Regions from separate parts of the Sus scrofa genome. Here regions 1 and 3 are each linked to region 2. Evidence: chromatin contacts called from public promoter capture Hi-C data. All regions are on one chromosome and are shown on one strand. Each heading gives the region's core, a stretch centred on a gene start, on an enhancer-like site or on the middle of the called end of the contact. The rest is flanking DNA. Distances are from core to core; before and after follow the strand shown.

Evidence for each region. Promoter capture Hi-C pulls out the DNA fragments that hold promoters and counts their contacts.
Region 1: a contact with region 2 is called in a promoter capture Hi-C map of fetal liver, with 4 times the contacts expected there. The contact joins the enhancer-like site here to the promoter of TTC14 in region 2. A contact is called at or near these places in 2 of 5 promoter capture datasets (fetal liver and fetal skeletal muscle) and 6 of 47 Hi-C or Micro-C datasets (brain, embryonic fibroblasts, fetal skeletal muscle and 3 more).
Region 3: a contact with region 2 is called in a promoter capture Hi-C map of fetal liver, with 5 times the contacts expected there. The contact joins the promoter of NDUFB5 here to the promoter of TTC14 in region 2. A contact is called at or near these places in 2 of 5 promoter capture datasets (fetal liver and liver), 4 of 47 Hi-C or Micro-C datasets (fetal skeletal muscle, heart right ventricle and liver) and 1 of 2 datasets of contacts at active chromatin or transcription factors (skeletal muscle).

The regions. Positions count from the first base shown.
Region 1 is chr13:117,780,228-117,783,603 of Sscrofa11.1, reverse strand. USP13 (ubiquitin carboxyl-terminal hydrolase 13) reads right to left here. Exons shown (of 21, transcript XM_021071212.1): 11 at 1,661-1,786; 12 at 435-588. Among named protein-coding and RNA genes, the nearest start is that of USP13, 82 kb to the right of the region's middle. Within about 2 kb of position 1,978, at least 1 of the 83 cell types and tissues checked has an H3K27ac peak or open chromatin away from gene starts, as enhancers often do. A contact at or near this core is called in fetal liver, where this site is marked.
Region 2 is chr13:118,612,352-118,615,751 of Sscrofa11.1, reverse strand. It overlaps TTC14 (tetratricopeptide repeat protein 14), which reads right to left and starts at 1,358. Exons shown (of 12, transcript XR_002338123.1): 1 at 1,009-1,358; 2 at 422-546; 3 at 130-329. It overlaps LOC102167959 (a long non-coding RNA gene), which reads left to right and starts at 1,334. Exons shown (of 7, transcript XR_002338126.1): 1 at 1,334-1,449.
Region 3 is chr13:117,654,668-117,657,932 of Sscrofa11.1, reverse strand. It overlaps NDUFB5 (NADH dehydrogenase [ubiquinone] 1 beta subcomplex subunit 5, mitochondrial), which reads right to left and starts at 1,522. Exons shown (of 6, transcript XM_003132546.2): 1 at 1,276-1,522. The coding sequence starts at 1,399. MRPL47 (39S ribosomal protein L47, mitochondrial) reads left to right here and starts at 1,545. Exons shown (of 7, transcript XM_003132547.4): 1 at 1,545-1,695. The coding sequence starts at 1,598.

The DNA of each region.
Region 1 (3,376 bases), core at 729-3,228, 830 kb after region 2:
TCCTAAGGGGCCTCACTCCACAAAGAGCCCTGCCATGCTTTATCCCAGCAGGCATCTTACTCAGCTGTCAAAGCTGGATTATTTACAGAGGCCTCTGCTTGAATGTCTCACATCAAAAAACGCAGTTCTGATCATTTTCCTCAGACTTTACAGTACTTAGGAATGATAATATTAAATTACTAATAATTTCCTCCACATTAAGCTAACTCTAAACCAACCACTGGGTCAAATTTCATAGGTGCCCAAGTAGGTTCCCTGAATAAATCCTCTACAAAAATCTCAGTCAGACGGGGACGGAGGAAAAGCTGAAGAGCTTTTGAAAAGAGCAAGCCAAACACTGGGTCCACTCTTGTTCAGTCAACCATGCATGACTAAACGGCAGTATCTCTGGTGCAAGTTTCTACATGATGAAGTCCATTGCTCATCCCCATTACCCTTGTTGGTCGCCGCCTCCATGGCCACGGGTAACTGCATCAGGTAATCCACCCTCTCCATGTAGCGGACTTTCCGGGTCTGACAGCACTGAATGCGTTCTTCCACCAAAAACCGAAAAACGTCACTTGGGTTTTCTGAGCCAATGCGGTTCCTCTGAAGGTTGGATTATATCAGGTTAGTAAATTCATGAATATTAAGCCCTGAATGAAAATTAGCATAAAATCACACATAAATCTGGTGTAAAGACCTGGTGCTACCAAATGTTCCCTCTGGGCATGCCAGTTCACCAGAGAACTTCAAAGCAAAAGACTGGTATTTACCTAAAGTCCAAACATGGCAGATTGGTCAAATAAATTATAGTTCATCATGTGAATTAACATTATGCAGCCATTAAAAGTCATGGCAGAGACTTTTTCTGACCTAGATAGAACTAGAAGAAAGGAGATGAGGAAACCCAATTAAAGAAAAAGGAGGAAAAAAAAAAAAATCAAGGACTGCCCTGGAAAAACTAATCCATGTATGATACGATTATGTAAATGCACTAATGCAAATTATATAAAAATCAAAAAGAAGTCACGTTATATTCAAGTATGTAATGACATGGCAAAACATTCACAAATGAAAATCAGCATGCAAAGAATTGATTTCACCTGGAAAATCACCAGGGTGGGGGGGTCAGACACCAAAATATCAGCATTGATCATTCGTGGGGCTGGTAGCATGGAGGTTTTGGTTTTCTCCTTTGTGCCTTTCTGTTTCCACAAGGAACACATTTGTCATCAGGAAAAAAAATAGTTGTTTCTTTTCAGAGGGGAAAAAAGCCTTTAATCATGAATTCTCCGTAGCCTTTAAAAACCACAGCATTTAATGTGATTTGCCTCTGCTCTGAGCCAAGAGTGACTGTCTCGGAGTGATGGCAGGAGGACACCAAATACCATGCGGGACTCTCAGGAAGCATGTTGCAGGGACAAAAAAAAAACAAAAACAGCGAATAGAAATAATGGATCAACACTCCTATAACACGTTCAAATTAAGAGGAGAACAGGCAGACCCAGAAGTGCCCAGGAGGGTGATTATATCAAATGGGCCCAGAGGAGGAAGCCCCAAAGAACCAATTCTGAATTAGGTGGGGAGGGGGGCGTTCCAGCCACATCAGCGGGGACTGCATGCAAGGGCGGGGCACACTTCTTACAACTCTTTCCAGCATTTTGAAAGACTGATTCACCTCTACTAGATTCACCAGGTGTAAGAAAAATTCTTGGGCATCCTGCTGTCTGTTGGAAGAGAATTCTGGGTGGCTCTTGCTCACAAAGGCCTTAAACATTCGTGGAGAGATCCCATTCTGTTGAGGCTGAAAAATGAAAATAACCAATTCACAACACTTTCATACACATTAGCAGCACTAAGTGGGAAACAGAGTGGCGATTACCATTAGCCCTGACTTGCAGATAAGAAAACTCAAGCCCACAGAAGCTAAATAGTGATAGTGGCCAACATGCACTGGATGTTGACTATGTACCAGGCATGAGAACAGGACTCTTCCTGCTGACTCAGAACTAAAGGCGTGATAAACACCCCACTTTCTGTCCTTATAGGACTTGCTCCTCAGTGGGCATATGGGTCCATGACAGCCTATTTCAGAGCAGGCTAGTGATGCATTGGCAGGGGGTGGGGAGGGTCCTCTGAAGGAAGTTACAGGAGAGGAGGGCTCTGCAGCCTCTCCCATGTGGGAAGATGAGAGAAACCCTGGTGGAGACTGGGGTACCAGCAAGAAAAACCAATGGCTCCGCGCCCCAGGCAACTGCTGCAGAGCTCCTGGGCTCTGAGTGTACCTGCCTGGGGCTGTTTCTGGAGCAGAACACAGGGAGCTCTCAGGAACTTGCCTTTACCCGGAGAAGCATAGGAGGCTGGCTGCAACTGCCAGGATGGGAAAAGCAGAGACAACTCTGGCTGACAAGGATGTGTGGGCTTCTTCTGGGGCTAAAAGGAGAGCTCAGAAGGCAGTCAGGCCCCGCCAGAGAGGGCACCATATAAGACGATGGGATGGCGGCTGAAGAGGCTCAGGCAGGAGCTGGGATGGGGATATAGAGGTTGTCGGTCTCTAAATCAGAGACGGAACTAAAACCAAGATCCTCTGCCACGTTTATGATGAACCTCTCAATCTAAACTTTACTCCCTTTCTTGTTCCACACTGGTTCCTTCTTAAGATTGAGGAACATCAAAGAAAAAGGTAGACTGAAACCATGTATAAGCCCTTGAGTCCTTGTGGGCTTTTCCTTTTTTTTTTTTTTTTTTTTCGCTTTTTTTAGGGCTGCACCCACAGTATATGGAGGTTCCCAGGCTGGGGGTAGAATCTGAGCTGTAGCTGCCGGCCTACACCACAGCCACAGCAACGCAGGATCCGAGCTGCATCTGTAACCTACACCACAGCTTACCGAAACACCAGATCCTTAACCCACTGAGCGAGGCCAGGGCTCAAACCTGCGTCCTCATGGATTCCAGTCAGATTCATTAACTGCTGAGCCACGACCGAAACTCCTAGTCCTTATGTTTTGAAGTAAAAGGCTTTTCCTTTAACCTCCCAGGCCTCCCCTCAGTTTCAAAAGACTGACTCAAGGGTTAATGATTAGGAAATATTTCTACAGCTAAAAACTAGTTAAAACAGTCTCCATTATGTTATGTCCTTAACCCACTAACTTACTCTAACTGGCTTTTCACAAATAATTTCTTCCTTGCTTAATTGCTTTCTTTTTCTAACGGTTACTTTCTAGTTAGAGTTTTATCACACCTGGTGTTTTCTTTTGAAACACTCCCTAACACCCACATCCTTTTCTGGGCAATCTTCACTGCAAAGCGATGGTCATGATGCGATAACCCCAAAGACCACCAGAAACCATTTACCCAACCCCCTGACTCTGGCCCCGATGACTCTGAAATGATC
Region 2 (3,400 bases), core at 109-2,608:
CTTATTTCTCAAAACTATGTCTGCAGAATACACTTAATTACAACTGGATACAAAGACATAATTCTTGCATTGAGATGACACGTTATCAAAAACAGAGACAATCAAATAACTGAAGAGTGAGTAACTTACTGTGATTTCTAAGTGGGATATATCTCTCATAATGCCACTGCCTAAACAAATCAACACCATGAAAAACCCAAATTCCCGAATGGAACTAATTCTTCCAATCACTATATCACCACGCTCAATATCTCGGAAAAACAGCTCTCTTCGGTCCATACCAGGTATCTCCATGAACTGCTCTAAAGGTGGCATGACTGCATAATGATCTGAAAAAATAATTAACAAAACAGTACTAACAACAGCTTTGCATTCGATTTCACTTGAAGTGGTGTTAAACCAAACCGCAATCAAAACTCACCTTCATTATCTTCATTAATTTCAGAAGTTGTAGGTGTACCTGATTTCCAGGAAAGTGCAAAAAGCAGATCCGCTTTTTTGGAAATGAATTTTTGTATTTCAATGTTGTCAACTTTCTTCTCTTTTCTTAAAAAAAAACAAAAGTTATGAAAACTGGTTTATCTACAAAACCTTTTAGTACGTCCAAGCTTCTGCTCTCGGTTTTCAATGCCCAATCGGGTCCATCTTAAGCTCTTGGCCGTACGCCTTCTGAAAAAATGTTTTAACCTCATTTGCCAGCCCAGATAGAGGGCGGGGAAACATAAAAAATGTGACACCCGCGCAGTTCCAGATACAGAAGCCCCGGGGGATTTTACTAAAGAATCAGCGCCTCCGGTAGGCAGTACCAGATTTAAAAAGTTCAGTCCCCATCTTGCCCTCACACCAGGAGTGTGAACCCTCCTCCACACTGCCCTCGGAACCAGCGCCACAATCACCACGCGCTCACAACACCGCTCCGCTCCTAGAAGGCTCAGGCGCCCGACTGCGGCAGTGGAACCCCGAGCTGTCCCCTTTCCCCGTCTCGCAGCGGCGCCCCTATCCCATTACCTGCCCTGTAACTGCTGCTGGGGTGGCGGGCCCCGCGGAGGCTCTGCCACCGAGCCCAGGAGGCTCCGGAAGTGCGGATTGTCCTGCTGTTCGCTCCGGAGCAGGGAGAGCAATGAAGGCCCGTGGAAATTCAGTGACTGCCGCAGAAGGTCCCGGTCCATGGTGAGAGACGGCTGGGCCCAACAACCAATGGGCTGCCTGTCCACTGTTCTGGGCCCACTACTTCAGCCGGGTGGTCCCGGAATCTGAGGAGGGAGCCTGCAAGCCGCCGGAAGCATACATCCCAGACACCTACAGAGTGACCTCCCGGAAGTGTTCTGAATCCGCCCCTAGCGGCGGTGCCGCGCAGCCAGTCTCGGTCTCGCGAAATTGAGCGAGATTACGGAAGCCGGAAGGATTGGTCAAGGTTTTCCGGAGCTAAGGGCCAACTACGGCTCTGAGGTAGCGTTGCGTGTGACAAGTTTGTTTCTTAAAATTTCCGAGGTGTTAGTGCATTGAAACGGTCTGAGCTCTAATCTGTGGTAAATAATTCATTATCTTGTTAGCGAGGACCTTCCAAGTGCCAGTGTCAGGATGAGAACCCCAAACCTTAAAGTTTCTTCCCTCAGGTACTTGCTGGGTAAACCACTACCTACGCCTCAGGCACAACCACGTTAAAACGACCGCTCTGGGAAATTTCCTGGTAGGCTAAAGGGCGGAAGAAAGGAAGGACACTAACATTTGTTAAGCACCGGAGTTGTGTTCTCCATCCATATCTTGATCACTGTTAGTGATTTTAGATTTAATTTAAAACCAGAATGGCTTTAATGCCTAGACATTGCATATATACATTCTTTTTATTTCTCTAAGTGGTTTCTCAAAATTTAGTGTCCATAAAGTTTACTATATAGTTTGTTTCCGTTGAAATCAATATTAAAATACTTAAGTGTAATTCAGGTGATTTTCAAAGGTAATTGTGACTTAGGCTCTTTGCCCCCTTTTCCCTTTTTTAATTGCCATACCCGCGGCTTATGAAAGTTCCCAGGCACAGGAGACTGAACAGGAGCCCCAGCTGTAACCTATTGCATAGCTGCAAGTTACTCCACAGCTGTGGCAACGTGGGATCCTTAAACCTACTGGGGCCGGGATGCAACCCACAACTCCACAGTGACCCAAACCGCTGCATTCGGCACCACTGTGGAGGAACTACCCCCACCCTATCCCTTACTTATTGACTTGAGAACCTAACCACTGTACCTCCTTGTACTCTCATTTTAGAGACTGAGGAAAACGATCAAGAGATTCAATAAATTGCTCAGCGTCACCCAGCTGGCAAAAGGCTGGAGTTAGAATTCTAACGTAGGTCTGAATAAATTTCAGAGTTGCTAGACAAAATGTTTTTATTATATGGAAGGGCTAACTTATTCTAATACTGAGATAATGCGTTTTTGTTTTATTGCAGTATATTAAAATCTGTACTATTTAAATATGTGTAGTTTAGGCCTTTTGAGCAAAAATAAATAGCAGCAGTTATTTTTCCACCTCTCCAGCTATGTGTATTTGGTGAGATCTCTTTGACCTTCACTGTCTCACCACCTGGATAGAAGACCCAGACCTAGTGAATAACTTCACACTGTTTTGTAAAAAATCCAAGCAAAAAGGTAAACAGTCTACTAAGACTTGAGAAAATGGAATAAAGAATGTAAGTTTAAAAGATAATAAATTTCAGAGTTCCCACTGTGGTGTAGTGGGTTAAGAATCCAACTGCAGTGACTCAGGTGGCTGCAAAAGTGTGTGTTTGATCCCCAGCCTGCCACAGTGGATTAAGAGATCTAGCTTTACTCCACCTGGGGCATGGGTCACAGCTAGGGTTTGTATTCAGTCCCTGGCCCAGGGAACTTCCATGCCATTAAAAAAAAAAAAAAAAAAAAAAAGGAAAAAAAAAGATAATAAATTTCAAGCCACTAGGGGTGTATCAGGGAAGTTTAAACAGTGCTGCAAACTGATTTGTGTTAAGCTATAGCTCTAGACAATGGCTGTTTTTAGGAAAGAGGGTGCTGTCTGTGAAAAGGAAAGCTAACACGAAAAAGGAACTATGTGCATTATATCTTATCTGATAAATAAGATAATGTGATTTTAGTTAGGGTTGATCTGTTATTAGGGATCTAATTATCTCTGAGGGACTGAGAAGCCAGTGTCTGGACAGTGAACCAGATGCTGGACAGTGGCACTTAGTTTGAGAATGCCACCTTGTGAGGCCATTCTTGAGTAGCACATGCCTTCATCTCTATGGGATCTGGCTTACTCTTTTTCCTGATTCCAACACCAGAGTAACCTCCAACCACCCCATACCTTGAACATCTAATATTGGTGTGGTATGGCCATGAAAATAGGAGAAAGTAACCAGACTAGG
Region 3 (3,265 bases), core at 273-2,772, 960 kb after region 2:
TTTCACCTCCTCTATAACTACGTATTGAATGCTTACAATGTATTTTTTTTTCAAGAGGAATTAAATGAATACCTTTAATATCTTAGAGTGGTGTCCAGCACATAAGTGCTCAATAAATGTTAGCTGATTATTCAATTTAATACAGGAATACACTTTTTTTTTTTTTTTTTTTTGGTCTTTTTGCCATTTCTTGGGCTGCTCCTGCAGCATATGGAGGTTCCCAGGCTAGGGGTCGAACTGGAGCCATAGCCACAGCAACACGGGATCCGAGGGGCATCTGCAACCTACACCACAGCTCACGGCAACGCCGGATCCTCAAACCACTGAGCAAGGCCAGGGAGGGAACCAGCAACCTCATGGTTCCTAGTCGGATTCGTTAACCACTGAGCCACCACGGGAACTCCAGGAGTACACTGTTTTTATAAATATTGAGTCACAGTTTTCTCATCTGTAAAGTGAGGGTAATATTATATACTCCCTTTATAGAATCGAAGAGGAAATAAAATATACTGAATACAAAGAATTTGATGTTTCCCCACTATGATTATTCATTCTCCTAGAATTCAACTCACAGTGTCCAAGAGGATCTAAATAACCCCACCCCCCGCAAGAAGGCAATGACTTTTCTAAGACCTAGGAACTTTTTCCTTATGGGTCCCTTCCTAAGATATTAAAAATAATTATTTTATGATTACATTCTATAAAACCATTACGATCCAGGCTGGATTCACCATCACATAATGCATTAACATTCTGGTCCTTTTCTTTCTGATTTTAAAATAAATTTAAGTTAAAACATTTTCGTAGACACCTAAAAATATCATCATGAAGGCACTGTGCCTACCAGATGAGTTAGCCCAGAGCCTCGTCACCTGTCTGTATATTATTACTTAGCATGGGTGGGCTCCTCAGCAACGTGATTTCCCACCTTGTGAGACTGAAATGTAGCCCAGGTGGAACATATAAAGAATCTGGTGCCTGAGAAAGATGGGTCTCAGCCCTGTGCCTTTCTAACCGCAGCTTCATCCTCAAATTAGCACCAACAGATCAGGTGAATGACGAAGTGTCTCACAAATTCTAATTAATAACTTTGACATGATCGATCTAATTCAGGAAATTCTCAGTCTCCTCACACAGCCCATGCTCCTTCTCTCAAGCCGCAAGTCCTCAATTTCTCCCCGCTCCCTCCGGATTCCACCAAGGTGACCCGGGAAAAGTCCTCTGTCTCTCCTGCCGCATTCCCTGACCGCGCTTTCTCCCAAAGCCAGCACTCACCGCCAGTCTTAGGAAAGCCATGGGTGAGGAAACCCCCGAATCCAAACCGTGTGCCAAGGCGGCTGCGGGACAGAGTGGCCACAGCAGTGACTGAAGCCCGCTGCAACAAACTCATTGCCGCCATGGCTACTATGGGCGAGAGAAGGGCGGGGAGGAGTAACGGGAGCCGAGAGTGTCAATTTCCTAACAAGGGCGAAGCCGGAAAATAGCCATGTTGACTGAGGGCAAAGCCAATTTCAGTGCTCGTTATCAGTCCGCGTGAGACACAGGAAGTGACGCCATTGTTGGCGGAAATACAGTTTGCTTACTGATCCGAAAAAAAATGGCTGCAGCCGGTTTGGCTGTGTTCTGTAGAAGAGTCTCGGCCGCCCTGAAGGCGTGTAGGTTGTTAATACGTCCTCAGGCCCCTCCTAGCACAAGGTAAGCGATGTGAGTAGTCTGTCCGCATCTCTAACTTTGGCTCATGTTTGGTTGCTGAGATGCTGAGAATGCTCAAGGATGGAAAGGCCGTTGGGATGGCTGGGCCCAAACCCACCTCTGTCAAGAGTAAGTGACCTTGGAGAAGTCTCCCACGTAAGATATTGCCGTCTTTCTCACACATTTTGTTCCACTTACTGTGGGGGGGGGGGTCTGTAAAAACCCAGTATTTTTAAAATTAAACCTAGAGGTACAGTTTGGCTGGGAGAGGTGGGAAAAACTTCACTGAAGAGCTTTTGGTTATGGAACTGAAAGCTCTGTCACGTTCGGGTGGATTTAAAAAAAAAAAAAAAAGGCGAGTCGGGATGGTGAGGAGTTTGTACTCCCAGAGTCTGTCATAAAGAGATTATTCAGTAAATATTGAGTGAATACATGAAAGTAGCCAAATGAATGGAAAGTCACCCTGCAGGTATTAGAAAAGAATATCCTACATGTGGCGCTCATTTCTAGAAAGACCGCTGTCTTCTGGACAGACCAATCATTTTTAGCGTTAAGGTATATCGTTTCCTCCTTTTTATTAACTTTTTTTTTTTTTTTTTTTTTTTTGCCTCAACCTCTGCACGTAGAATATCCCTGGCCAGGGATGGTACCCGAGCTGCAGTTGTGGTCTGTTCCCCTGTGATCTTTAACCCCCTAAGCCAAAAGGGAACAACTTTTGTTTTTAATGAATTGAATTTTATAAATAGTTGGGCATGTTATTTTTTTTTTTAAAGGAAGTAATGTATGTGCTTTTTTTTATAGAGAGAGTCTTAAAGTTTATTTTGGTAGACTTGCATTTATAGTCACTGGTTTAAAGTAGTTACTTTTCAGAGACGATTCTTTGAAGAAGATGCAAAGATTTCACCCTTTATTTTCAAATATGCATAGTAGTGCCCCAGGAATAAGGACTCTCCATCTTTGCCGGAGAGCAAACAGATCTATAGAATGTAAGCCTAAAATGACTCTTTTATGCACTCTGAAACTGCCAGATGAGGCTGGCTTCTCTCCTGGTTCTCAGACTCAAGGGTGAGGGCTGACCATGTGGTAGTCCTCCGGCATGTATGGGGCAGGGGAGGCTGCAAGCAGCCCCTATCTGGGCCTTGCACCCACCCCTCCTTGGGCTACTTGATCCCATGTTAGGCGTCAATGTGCTGCAGCAGCGAACCCCACCGGACACAATTACTTCTGACTTTGCTCCCTGCACTGTACATGCTGCTAGGAAGACAAGCGCCAAGGAGCACTGACCCAGCATGGCACTTAAGGAAGCCCTGCTACTGCTGTGTCCTATTTTAGGGCATTCGTCCTCAAGAATTACTCTGAAATTTGCCACCAGCCCAGAGGGAAGGGTGTCTTGCCTTTTACATAACTTAGTAGATGCTCAATGCACAGCCTCTAAACGCAGGCGCAATTCAAATATCCTGAAAGCACAGGCTAGTCCTGAGGTTAAGTGCCAATGCCGTGTCTTTAAAGATTAAGAAGAAAATGCAAGTTCCCGTTAAGACGTTGAAGCTCCTTGAGATCACAGATTACTGGG